Linked DNA regions of Mus musculus: all the other regions are linked to region 3. The links are chromatin contacts, called in public HiCAR-type and promoter capture Hi-C maps. All regions are on one chromosome and are shown on one strand. Each heading gives the region's core, a stretch centred on a gene start, on an enhancer-like site or on the middle of the called end of the contact. The rest is flanking DNA. Distances are from core to core; before and after follow the strand shown. Region 1 holds the start of Mcub (mitochondrial calcium uniporter dominant negative beta subunit). Region 2 holds the start of Col25a1 (collagen, type XXV, alpha 1). Region 3 holds the start of Ap1ar (adaptor-related protein complex 1 associated regulatory protein).

Region 1 (3,902 bases), core at 1,246-3,745, 2.1 Mb after region 3:
ATTAAATCCCATACAGGAAACCAAGACTTCAAAGTTAACACCATGAAGGATCTGAAACACCCAAATGCTTTGTTTCTGGAAGTTAAAAGAACAAAGCAAACTTGACCCTTGAGTTTCTTAGCAAAAATACGCTTGCCTTTTAAAAAAATTGTTAAACAGCTTGTGTTGGGGCTTTAAACAATGTTTTGGGAACACAAAATCCTATCTGGGAGTGTTTCGATCTAAGCAGCAGAAAACCCAAATTACGAAAGGCACAACTAGGCAAGAGCTTTTTGTTTGGATATAACTCACCAGGCACTGTAATCGCTCAAAGCAGTGTCCACACGCACCAGCAGGAGCCTCCGATCACCCTGACAACCACCTAGCGCTGGAGGCAGATGTGCAGTCTCCAGAAATGATAATCGTGTCACCAGACATGATGATCATGGATTCCAGGCCAGGCCAAAGATAATGCAATATACCCATTTGTTTTTTGCTTCAGACAAGAGATGTTCTTTAATAAACGATTCTGCTATATTAAACGTATCATGTCAACAAACTGTGGGTTTTTTTCCCATACATGAAACACAGCCAATTACTCACCTACCACAAAAAGGATGAGAACCATATAGTTTTCAAAGTTATTAAATGCAGACCTATAATTTCAGAAAAGACTAATTATTGTTGCTTATTAAATATGTGTCTTATAACAAGTCCTTGCAAGCTAGGATTTTATGAGAAAACCACTTTTTTCTTCCTTTGCTTCCTTTCTTTTCTACCCTACCCCTAGCTTTTTCACAGGCTTTGGATGGTGGGATTTTTTTGGGGGGTGGGGAAGATATAACAAGGATGTTGGCCTTTAGCCACAGGGCATCTCATATGGAAAGCAATAAGATCTTAGAGAAGGAAATGTCCCTACAGTGGGGAGATCTGATTCACAGAAAATGGTCCAGCAGCTGTAGCTGAAACTCTTAGGGGGTAGAGAATCCAAAGCTGCACAGAGATGCAGCCCCGCAGGCTTGGCTTTATTCTGGGATCCGGTATTTCATCCAGGTATTTACTCCAGGTATTTAAATGGGAGAGACCTAGTGGTAGGTGGGTGTGGCCTAATAGAGCCTCGTTGTTTGGCTCCATTCTCAACACTTCGAAATTGTCAAATGAGCTTTCTAGTCAGCACTGTTTAATTATCACTGTGTTTCTGTGGTGTGAGGCAAAGAAAGGAGTGAGTAGTTAAGAGTGTTCGGAATGCCTTTGTCTCTGAGAGGTAAACCTTAAAGTACTATTTTTAGAGAACTTTTCTGAAACCACTTCACTGAGTTTGCCCACAATAAGTTTTAAGGAGTTTGCCTTAGGTAGAAGTGTCAAAATGGACGTTTCTGCTTGCTTTCAAACATTTAACAAAAGTGTTCCTTTAAGCATTGAAATATTTCTTTTATCGGTGTAAATTCTGGGGCATTAAGACTATACTTGGGGGGCAGAATCCAAGGATTGGGGCACTGGGGCAGTCGAGCCGGAAAGATACAGGAACTGAAAGCGATGGAGCTGACACAGCTCCGTTCTCACTGCAGTGAGAGATAGTAAATATGTTCATATATCGCTCTCCCTTTAGCAGTCTGAAAGCTAACCCAGTAATTGAGGTGTGGGCAGACTCAGCTCCAGTCCCAGCCCCAAGCAGCCTCGGGTCCCTTTCCCCTGGCCCCCTTTGTATCATGAAGCTAGTAAACTCAGCACGTTCCCGCTCTTCTTCCTTTTCTGTGCCCATCCACACCTCTTCCCTCCTCCTCGAGGTTCCACACAGGCCATGACACAAACTGTGCCCGCCTAACTGTTACAGCACACACTTCTGATTCACCACTGACTCGGGTTTACATGTAACGAAAGGGAGGGGCTCCGGGTTTGGAGGAGGGGCAAGACAGGGTCCTGGGCCAGTCCACCCTGGAAGACAGCATCCCAGGTTACAGCCCACCCCGATGACAGCCACCCTCCGATGACACAGCCCACCAAGCTCTCGCGGCCTCCCCTCCACCCCGGCGACTACAGACCGCAGGACACAGCGGTGGGGTCAGCGGGCTGCGCTCCCGGGAGATGCGCCCCGCGCTGGCCGCTCCTGGCCTGTCTCCCCCACAGCCCCGGGACAAGTCGCCCGCGGCCACCACCTGTCGGGGTGCGGAGCAGCACGCAGGGAACTGCTTTCACTCCTGCCGAACTTGCCCAACGCAAACTTTCCACCCGAGGCTCCCGAGCCTGCGCCGCGCCTTACCTGGGGTGTGGATGGCAGCTCCCTGGGATCCCCGCGGCCGCGGGCTCGGATCGTCCGCAGCAGCTGCCACCGACCCAGACATAGCCCGCTCGGGAGCATCCTCCTGCCGGACAGAGCTCCTGGCATTAACGACGCATCCTCATCCGGCTGCTATAGCCCAGCCCGCTGTGGGCTCTGCCCGCCCCGCCGACTGGGGCGGCGACAGGAGGGTGTGTCCCCGCTTTGACTTCGCTTGGTGCACACCCGGGCTCCAGGCTGGGTATTTTTCCTCCGACAAAAAAAGAAACATTTTTTTTTCTCTCTCTTTAAAAAAGCGCAAACGAGTGGCGAACTTCTTCCTGGCTCCCTCACATACGTCTTGAGAAAGGAAAGAGGAGCTGGACTCACACCATGCAGCTGTTGATGTCAAAACCCAACAGAAGCCAGGACCGGAAGTAGTGAGGCTTGCTTGGGACCTCAGATTTGGGAACGCAGGCCGATGATTGGGAGTTCAAGGCCACCATCCACTAAAAAGTTGGAGTACACTCTGAGCTACCCCAAACCCTGCCACAACATGAACCAAAACTCCAGGGCTCTGAGGAAAGGACTGGGAGCTGGGAGCTGAAAGGTCCCTGGAAATTGCGCTCCTTTGCCCGGCTGGAAAGAGGAAGAAAAATGAGTTTGCCAAAGCTCCACCTCCAGGTGGGCTCCAAGGCTTGGGATGAGCCTCTCCTGGGCCTCAGATCACTGGCAAAGTCAGCCCAGGACTCTAGATGCTCCAGAGATTTGTAGTTCATTACAGGCTGGCCCAAGTCCAGACACTGGGAAATTTTCTTCCACAGCAAAGCTTGCTTCTCTTTGGGGGGCACATGAAAGGACCCTGCTCCCCGAGGGGCAGGAGTTAAGCATTGCGAAATCACTGTTAAAACCGCTATTAGCGTTAACGATCAGTTCTGTAGGCTCGCATTGTAAGCACTCTCAATGCTCAATGCTCGACGCTCGCTTTCCTGTAAATGGCAAACATGTGGGGGTGGGGAGGCAATTTGGCTTCCTAATTGGCAGCTGTTAGGCTTCCCCTGATTCCTGGCTGCCTCGAGCCAAAGGACTGTCAGTCAAACACTCTGCCATTCTGAGCGCAGCACAGATGCCTTGAGGAAACTACAGGATGGTGATCAAAGCTCCCAAGGTTACAGCCCCAGCCTGGAGTGTTTCAGTTTACACAGGGCGGTTTTGCTATCACATGCCCTGTCACTATTTCTAACCAGCCCAGAAGAGAAGCATTTTACCTGGCAGCTCAAAAGTTACAGTTGTTGTCTTTGGTGTGAACACAAACCATCTGTGTGAGAGTTTTGCTGTGATTGGTACACTATCCCCCGCCCCACCCCCACCCCCGCCCGCCCCTCTAGCCATGTAATCCCAGTGTTTGGCTGGTTGGTAAGCTAGCTGCGGAGGCACCATTGCGTTTCCCTGCTCTGGTGTTACAACCTTAGATCCAATAGAAGGCTTCTCCAGGTCAGTGGTAATGATGCACTTTAATTCCAGTAATCAGGAGGCAGAAACAAGAGGACCTTAGTTTGTAAGTTCAAGGCCAGCCGGGACTCTATAATAGGTTCCAAGCCAGTCGAGGCTACATAGTGAGAATCTGTCCCAAAATTTAAAAAAAGAAAAAGAAAGTCACCTACAC
Region 2 (3,576 bases), core at 1,012-3,511, 2.3 Mb after region 3:
GACCACAGAGCCTTGCTAATCCATGCATTCTTTGAGCTTGATGCAGAGAATCTTCTGGGTCTTGAAATCTTAGTGCTAAAGGCTGGCATATTTCTGACATATCATACTCACGAAAGGCATAAAGCGAAGCTAATCCTCTGGATAAAGGTCTCAAATCCATAAAATTCCAACTCTTATCTCTCCACTGAGATCTGATCATTCTAAGAGCTTATGAGAGATGCTGAAGGACCCTCTCATGGGCAACCCCCACAGACTACAGCATCATCCACGCGGACTGTGTGCTCTGCTGTTGCCATCAGCATGGAAAATGGCCTTTGTGTTTGTGTGAACTGTTTAAAGGTCTTTATTCTTTTTTTCTCTCTCATATTTCTAGAAAATGGTATGATGCAGAGGAACACCATGAGCAATAAGTTTGGCGAGATGGGGGATGACTGGATGTGCTGAAGGAATTTAGGGGAACAAGGAGAGGAGGGTGAGGAGAAGTCCGGACAGCTCCATATTGAGAAGGCAAATGGAACTGAGCAGAAGTTTGGAGGAACAATGCAGGCTAAGTTGTAACTGCTAGTGAGAGATGAATGTCGAATGGTGAGCTGTATCATTCTGGGGCTCCGGAGGTTTGGGTTTGGTATATGCATTCATTGCTCAACAGCTAAAAGATGGTAATTAGGAATTCCACAGAGGAGAGTATCGATGGCATAGAGCAGAGGCTCAAAGAGAGAACATTGAGAGGACTGGCAAAGAAAAAGTTTGCAACCCATGTACAACATTACCACCACCACCGCGGCCCACTAAACACCCACACTAAGCAACGGAGGTTAATTGGAATGTGGAAAGAACTAACATATTAAACTTTTTGGCTGGAGCTAGAGTTCAGGGTTAGGGAGCTTACTTACCTGGAACACACACACACACACACACACACACACACACACACACATCCTTCTTGAGTCCATTTAGTGTTTCTCATATGTCTATGTATTTAGAGATGACAGTCTGGAGTTGGTTCCGGAAGGAAACAGTCTCCTCCAGCAGCCATTGATTGTTAGTAGCTCTTATTCTAGGCACCGGGTCTCATGCAAGGTCCCCGATCCACGTTGGCATGTGAGCATAGTTGTTATTCAGGTCTTGAGGTCTTGTTTTATGCAACCACTTGTTGAGATTCATAAGTGCAGGCTTCCTGCTATGTCTATCCTAAGTCCCCCTTGGCACTGTAGTTTACACACGAGAAGCAACTGCTCCGGGTTAGGTATTTTGTTCATTGATTATAGTAGTAACTGGTTGTGGTAATCGGTTAGGGAGGGAAAGAAACGTACGTGACATTTCTTAAGATGAAAAGGCAAAAAGGAAGGTCTTTTGGAAGGAGAGTTAGGGTTGTGTTTTCTTCTCTAAAATCAATTGGATGCAAAATGCTACTTGTTATCAATTTAGAAAAAAAAAAAAAATCCCAGTAGAGACTTAGTAATTTGATCCAGAGGGAAGAGGCAAGCTGAGAGTCAAGGAAGAGGAAAAACTGACTTCATTCTTCAGCTCTTTCCTAAATCCTGAGAAATGTGTATGCCTCAAACACTCACAAAACAGCGAATCAGGAAAACACATTAGCACCCTAGTACAGAGAAAGAGCCCAGAGCTGGGGGGGGGGGGGGGGGCAGCATCAAGACAAGAGGAAACGGGGGAGGGGCGAGAAAACTTCCCCAGTCATCTGCAGCAAGGCGTGGGAAGGAAGGGAAGTGGGGAAGGTACCCTGCAGACGTCAGCCAGACACTTTGCCTCTGGGCATGTGGGAACGAACTGAGGGAGGAGGGAAAACGTCGCGCAAGGGCTAGATGGAGGAGCTCCTGTGGCTGCCTTTGAGCGAGGATCTGGAGAGCTGGAGCCTTCTGCTTCCGTTCTTTCCTTCAGGAGGCCATTTCTCCATTTTTTAACCCAAATAGGGGGCGCTGGGCTAAGCCAGTATAAGCCACTCTGCACAGCAGACCTCAATTCGGCCCCTGGCTAGGGCCGGAGAGATGGCCTTAGGGGGACGCTGAAGTTACTCGGTGGTGGGAGGGGGAAGGGTCTCCAAGCTCCTCTCCAATCACAGTGGTTGCTGTAGCTATTTGCATATATTATGCTAATAGAGACCTCGGGCTCCGCTCCCACCCGCGCTCCCGCCCCTTCGTGGGTCCAGGCGGGCTGGGCGAAGGTGAATATATTATGCTAATAAGGAGGCTCCTGCGGGAGGGGGCGGTCCGCGCTTCAGGCGCGCGCGCACTGTCTCACACAAGAGCATCCCGGGGTATTTAAGGCTCGCACACGCGGGTCTGCGGAGATACTTTTGGGGCCTCGCAGCTTACGATCGCTGCTTGGGTCACTCGGTCCTCTTTTTCTCTATTCCTCTACCACCCACGGGGGCTGCGCTCTCGCCGGGTCTCTGTATTTCCTTTTCTTTTTGGCCTTGAACTGATCCAGGTGGGAGACAGGTCGGCGGGTGGAAAAAGGTAGAGATAGGCAGGCAGACTCAACAGGTCGGAGCAGAGAGAGGGGCTCTCGGACCCTGCGCCTCCGCGCGGGGGACCCCTAAGGAGGTGTCGGATTGGGGGGGTCAAGAGAGCTGCCCTAGTGGGTTTCATTTCAGCTGTGACCCCAACAACACCCCCGGCGCCACACAGTCCCCGGCCGGAGGGTGCTTTTCACTCCTAGCTGGAAGGGGAGAAAGAATCTGGAGGACGGTCGGTCCACGCCTGCTGATCCGGACGCCGAGCCACGCGCAGGTCCATCTCTAAGCCCGGGCTCCGACTCTACCAACTAGTTGTGCAGCCGCAGGGACTGAACTTTGGAGGAACCGACCCTTCCTCTCATTCTAAGATTACTGGAGGAGATAGAAGGTGGAAGGCGTAGCGGAGGCCAGCGACCCCGCCACAATGTTGGTGAAGAAGCTTGCAGGGAAAGGAGGGGGACGAGAGTCTGGATCAGAAGATCCGCGCCCCTTGGGACAGCGTTGTGCCGGCACCATGCCCTCGTGCACGGCCCTGGCGACCCTCTTGTCAGTGGTTGCTGTGGCTTTCTGTTTTTATCTTGGGGTGAAAACCAACGACCTCCAGGCGAGGATTGCTGCTCTTGAATCTGCTAAAGGGACCCCTTCCTTCCATCCGCTGTCTGACACCGTGGATGAGCTGAAGGCAATGGTTCAGGAGAAAGTGGAGCGTCTCTTGGCTCAGGTGTGGAAGGCTGGGTATTTTGCACGTGAATACTGTTTTGCACAGGTGTGAGCCCTGTGTGCAGGGATAGTTTCGACCCTTAGCTGTCTGCATAGTTGACTTGACTGTATATGCCAAGTATGGAGTTAAGTACCTTGGGTATTGCTTAGTATCAAGTCTGTAGCAGATATCTTCCCTGGGTATTCCATAGTGCTTGCATGCTTAGACATATATGGGGGGTCTGGATAACGGGAGTGTGTGGAGGGGCATTTTATTTCTTTGTAGCTTTCTGGAGTCTCTTGGGAGCTCTCACTTCAACGGAGACCAATTTTTGTTGATATAAGATCTCATATCTCCTTCCCAGGGAAAGGTTAGGGAAACAGGTGTTATTAATATACAA
Region 3 (4,113 bases), core at 22-2,521:
CTCCCATTCTAGGGACGCATAGAGTAACACCTTCACTACTTTGACACACTGCTTAATTAGTGAATCATTTTATAATGCACTCATGACCCAAAGATTCGAATTACAAATCACTTGGTTCCAGTTTGTGTGGGCTGAAAGCTTCCCAATACAAAGCTATTGGCTGAAAATTGGGCACCATGCTTAAGAAAGTTCAAAACAGATATGTTCTTTAGTTAGATTGGCTGGCTTAGATTTTTTGATTCTAGGTTTTAATTCCCGAAAAATGCTTAGGAATAATAAAATCAACATCAATGCTATGTGCCCCCGGGTTTTTTGTTTTGTTTTGTTTTTTCACTATTCTAGGAAATAAAGGTACAACAGTAATCACACAATTTTGCTATTGGATAGAAAAATCTGAAGCATATCCCACTTTCCTCACAAGAGACGTGCTGCTCGGTGACATTTTGGTTAGATTATCGAGCATAAGGGTAGCAATCACAGCATGGTATTCCTCTCCAAAATTCTAAGTTATTGCTATGAAAGGATTCGCATACAGCCGCACCAGTCGCTTCAATGGCCAGTGTGCACTGCGATCCTGCAGCTCTTTACCTAAGAGTTCACCAGAGCCTGGAGCAGAAGTGACTTCTATTTAAAATGCACCTGGGGCATCAACCTTGGGGCCAGATTTTCACCTGTTCTGTCAAGGCCCAAAAGGAAGACCAAACACAGAGACAGAAGCTTTGGCGTTAAGTCAAAGCAGGGTGTGTCCAGGAGGCAGTGCCGGGTGCTTACAGGAGATCGTACCTCCCGAGGTAAGTCCTCAGGGACAGGGAGCCTGCACGGGGGCGGCGGGCACCACCACCACCGCCGATCCCCGGCCGCGCATCCCGGGCATCCCGGGCCTGCGCTGCCGCTTACCCTCCGCCCGCTCGCTGCAGCCGACCCGCTTCCCGGCGGAGCAGCCCGAAGCATTGCGTCCAGCAGCAGTTCCCCATCGCATGCCGCCCGGAGCCGCCGCTCCTCCTCCTGCCCCGAGCGCGAGCCCAGGCGGAGCAGCTGCATCCGCGCCGGCCGGAGCTCGGCAGACGGCGACGCCGGGAACAAAGGCCGCCGCTAGGCCCGCGGGCTCCGGGCTACCGCGGCGCGAGGGACGAGCGCAGGGCCGTGGGGTCCCGGGTCTCCAGCCGTCCGCATGGCCCGCTCGCCACCCGCCCGGCCGCCCGCGCCCGTCACCGCCCCGGCAGCCGCGGGAGGCCCGCGCCGCCACGCCCCCTGCCGCTCCCGGGCTCCCATTGGACACGTTTCTGGCGGCTACCGCTTCCGGCGGCTGGCGCGGGCGTCATTTCCGCTGGATTCCGGCTTGGCTGGCAGCGCCGGGCAGGAGGCGCTGTTCTCGGTTGTAGGTGCTGTGTGCTGAACCTGATCCTAGACGGGGATCTGCTCTCTCTCTCTCTCTCTCTCTCTACGCCACTTCTGGCGCCTTCGTCGCCCGCTGTCAAGCAGTGGGGATCATGCAGCGCATGCTCGAGCGCAAGCTTAGCCTTCGAACTTTGTACCTAGAGCGCACGAGCCTCCCCTTCTGCAGCAGCGGGTCGGAAGTCACCCAACGAGTGCGCTCCAGGATGGCACCAGAGCTAGAGGCAGAGAGGAGGGACTCACTGCCGTTACTTAGAACACACTAAGAGGCTTTTTGTTTTATTTTGTTTTGTTTTGTTTTAATTCTTAAAATATTCTCGTTTGCGGAGCAGCTTATTCTCGTTATACTGCCAGCGGACTGGAGAGACACTGTGCACTCCTAGGCGGATTTTCTTTTATTAAAAACGAAAAGTTCCAGCTTGGGCATGTAGCTCGGTTGGTAGAAGTGTGGTGGAAAAATCTGCAGTCAACAGCACTTGAGAGATGGAAGCAGAGTCATAAATTCAAAGTCAACCTCAGATACACATTAAGTTGGAGGTCAGTCCGGACTGTGTGAGACCCTGTATTTTTATTTTTTATTTTTTAAATTAAAAGTAATTTCAGGTGGAGAAGAGGAGAACCAGAAGAAGTCAGCAAAAGGTCTTGGGTTTTCGGGAGAACAAGCCATTTCTAATTCAAATATAATATTCTAATTCCAAGTTAAGAAGAGCAAGGCTGGGGTAAAGGTCCATGTTCTCAAATGCCACCCTAAAAACCCCCTTTCAGACACCAGGTAGCTTTAAAAGCAGAAGGCAGAAGTATGCCTGGGAGTTGGAGGCCGGCCTGATCTACAGAGCCAGATCCTGGCCAGCCATGTCTATGTAATGAAACCCTGTCTAACCCAACTGGATCCAAGGCATAGTTGTTTCACAAATGCCCAGTTCTGTGGATAACATGCTCCACTGATACCATATATTACAATTTTAACCCACTTTAGTGTGAGTGAAATGGTGACATTGAAAAAAAAAAAAGAAAAGAAAACAGTACTACTAGGAAAACATTCTTTCAACTACTCATTTTGTTGGTTCTTAGCATCAAGGCCAGCCATGATTTCAGTCTTAGCACTTAGTGAACTTGACTCTTTGGTATTCAAGTGGACAAGCCCCACTGCTCATTGGATGCCAGTGAAATGGCTTAATGGTTTCCTAAATTGTCACTGCATTTTCCTCCTCTCTTCCAGTACCTGAAATCAATAATAATAATGTAGCCTTGGAAATGGAACTATAAGTGCGTAAGGAAGCTGGTGCACACAGCCTGTAGATACTACCCAGTGTTGATGAACATGCCTTGAGTGAATGAGTCTGCAGAAACTGATGCTAAACTAAAGTCTGTAAAGCTTACATATTGCACAACTACACTTACAGGAACGTTTTAAAAAGGCAAAGTGATACAAATGACAAGCACAGCAAAGGGCTCCCAGGGGATAAGAAGTGGATCCATGGTAGAAAGTCTGTATTTGGGCTCTATGGATATCATCATGCCCGAGTTTGTGGTACTGTCCTGTGGCTTTGTCAGACACTACTATTGAGGGAAAGTAATGTAAGATATAATGGTGATAATAATAAATAATACATTATCTTACTTCTTTTAAAAAGGTCTGTGTGTGTGTGTGTGTGTGTGTGTGTGTGTGTGTGTGTGCACTCGCCCACACGAGCATGCATACAGATGCCCATAGAGGCCAGAAAAAAGGCATTGGATCAACACAGGCTGGAATTGGTTATAAGTCACCAGATGTAGGTAGTAGGGACCCAGCTCATGTCCCCTGACCCATCTCTCCAGCCCCTCTGTATTATTTCTTGAAACTTCATGTGACACCTTGATAATTGCTCATTTAAGCTTAAGAAATGGGCTGGACATGATGGTGCATGCCTTTAACTCCAGCAGTCAGGAGGCAGAACCAGGCAGACCTCTGAGATTTTTAGGTCTGCGGATTCCTAGAATTCCGGGTCATCCAGAGTTACATTGTGAAACACTGTCTCAAAACAAACAAACAAAACAAAAAACAAAACAAAACAAACAAAAACCCCCAAAGCTTAAGGAATTACAGCTGCAGACTTGACAGGGCACTTCTCATGGGTGCTCTCAGAAACCTCTGTGAAAAACAAATACTATATTACTGGTTAAGTCAGGTCTTAGGATATGAATGGTCTATAAAATCAATGTAGGTGAATAAACCTTTAAACAACAAACTTCACTAAGCAAATCTAAGCAACTTACAATAATAAGTCATTCGCTGGCCAACTTAAAAGGTCTGCAAATGAAATACCCCGTTATGTGCAAGGATCCAGTGAACTGGCTCTCTCTTGAGCCTTAGACACTGACACTTGTAATGGAAAACCATTTGAAAACTATTTATCAGTAATCCCCAAATGAATGATTAACTTGAGGGATGGTAGCTTTGCTGGTACATTCATATTATGCAGTCATCAGAAATATTTTTGAAAGCTAATAGTAGAGGGAATGCCTTTTGACTAATGTGTGAACAATGCTAGTTTGCCGTTTTGTTTTTTGAGATAGGGTCTTGCCACGCAGTCGAGTCTGAGCTCAGCCTAGAGACTGTTTCTGTCCTACGGCTGAGTGAGTAGCATGGCTATAGGCGTGTGCCATTGTGCTGAGGGGTTAAAGCTTTCTGAAGAAATATTGAAAAGATTTGAAACTTTTCATGCAGTCAGTTAACTA

The links. Promoter capture Hi-C pulls out the DNA fragments that hold promoters and counts their contacts. HiCAR-type assays count read pairs that join an accessible place to other places.
Region 1: a contact with region 3 is called in a promoter capture Hi-C map of pre-B cells, with 4 times the contacts expected there. The contact joins the promoter of Mcub here to the promoter of Ap1ar in region 3. A contact is called at or near these places in 3 of 39 promoter capture datasets (hippocampal neurons, liver and pre-B cells) and 2 of 115 datasets of contacts at active chromatin or transcription factors (large pre-B cells and stem cell-derived neural progenitor cells).
Region 2: a HiCAR-type map of astrocytes shows a contact between it and region 3, with 3 times the contacts expected there. The contact joins the promoter of Col25a1 here to the promoter of Ap1ar in region 3. A contact is called at or near these places in 1 of 39 promoter capture datasets (hippocampal neurons) and 1 of 115 datasets of contacts at active chromatin or transcription factors (astrocytes).

The regions. Positions count from the first base shown.
Region 1 is chr3:129,967,711-129,971,612 of GRCm38.p6, forward strand. It overlaps Mcub (mitochondrial calcium uniporter dominant negative beta subunit), which reads right to left and starts at 2,496. Exons shown (of 8, transcript NM_025779.3): 1 at 2,240-2,496. The coding sequence starts at 2,365.
Region 2 is chr3:130,178,584-130,182,159 of GRCm38.p6, forward strand. Col25a1 (collagen, type XXV, alpha 1) reads left to right here and starts at 2,262. Exons shown (of 38, transcript NM_029838.4): 1 at 2,262-3,197. The coding sequence starts at 2,901.
Region 3 is chr3:127,836,252-127,840,364 of GRCm38.p6, forward strand. It overlaps Ap1ar (adaptor-related protein complex 1 associated regulatory protein), which reads right to left and starts at 1,272. Exons shown (of 10, transcript NM_145964.3): 1 at 898-1,272. The coding sequence starts at 974. It overlaps Gm43653 (a long non-coding RNA gene), which reads left to right and starts at 1,246. Exons shown (of 2, transcript XR_003954551.1): 1 at 1,246-1,932; 2 at 2,615-4,113.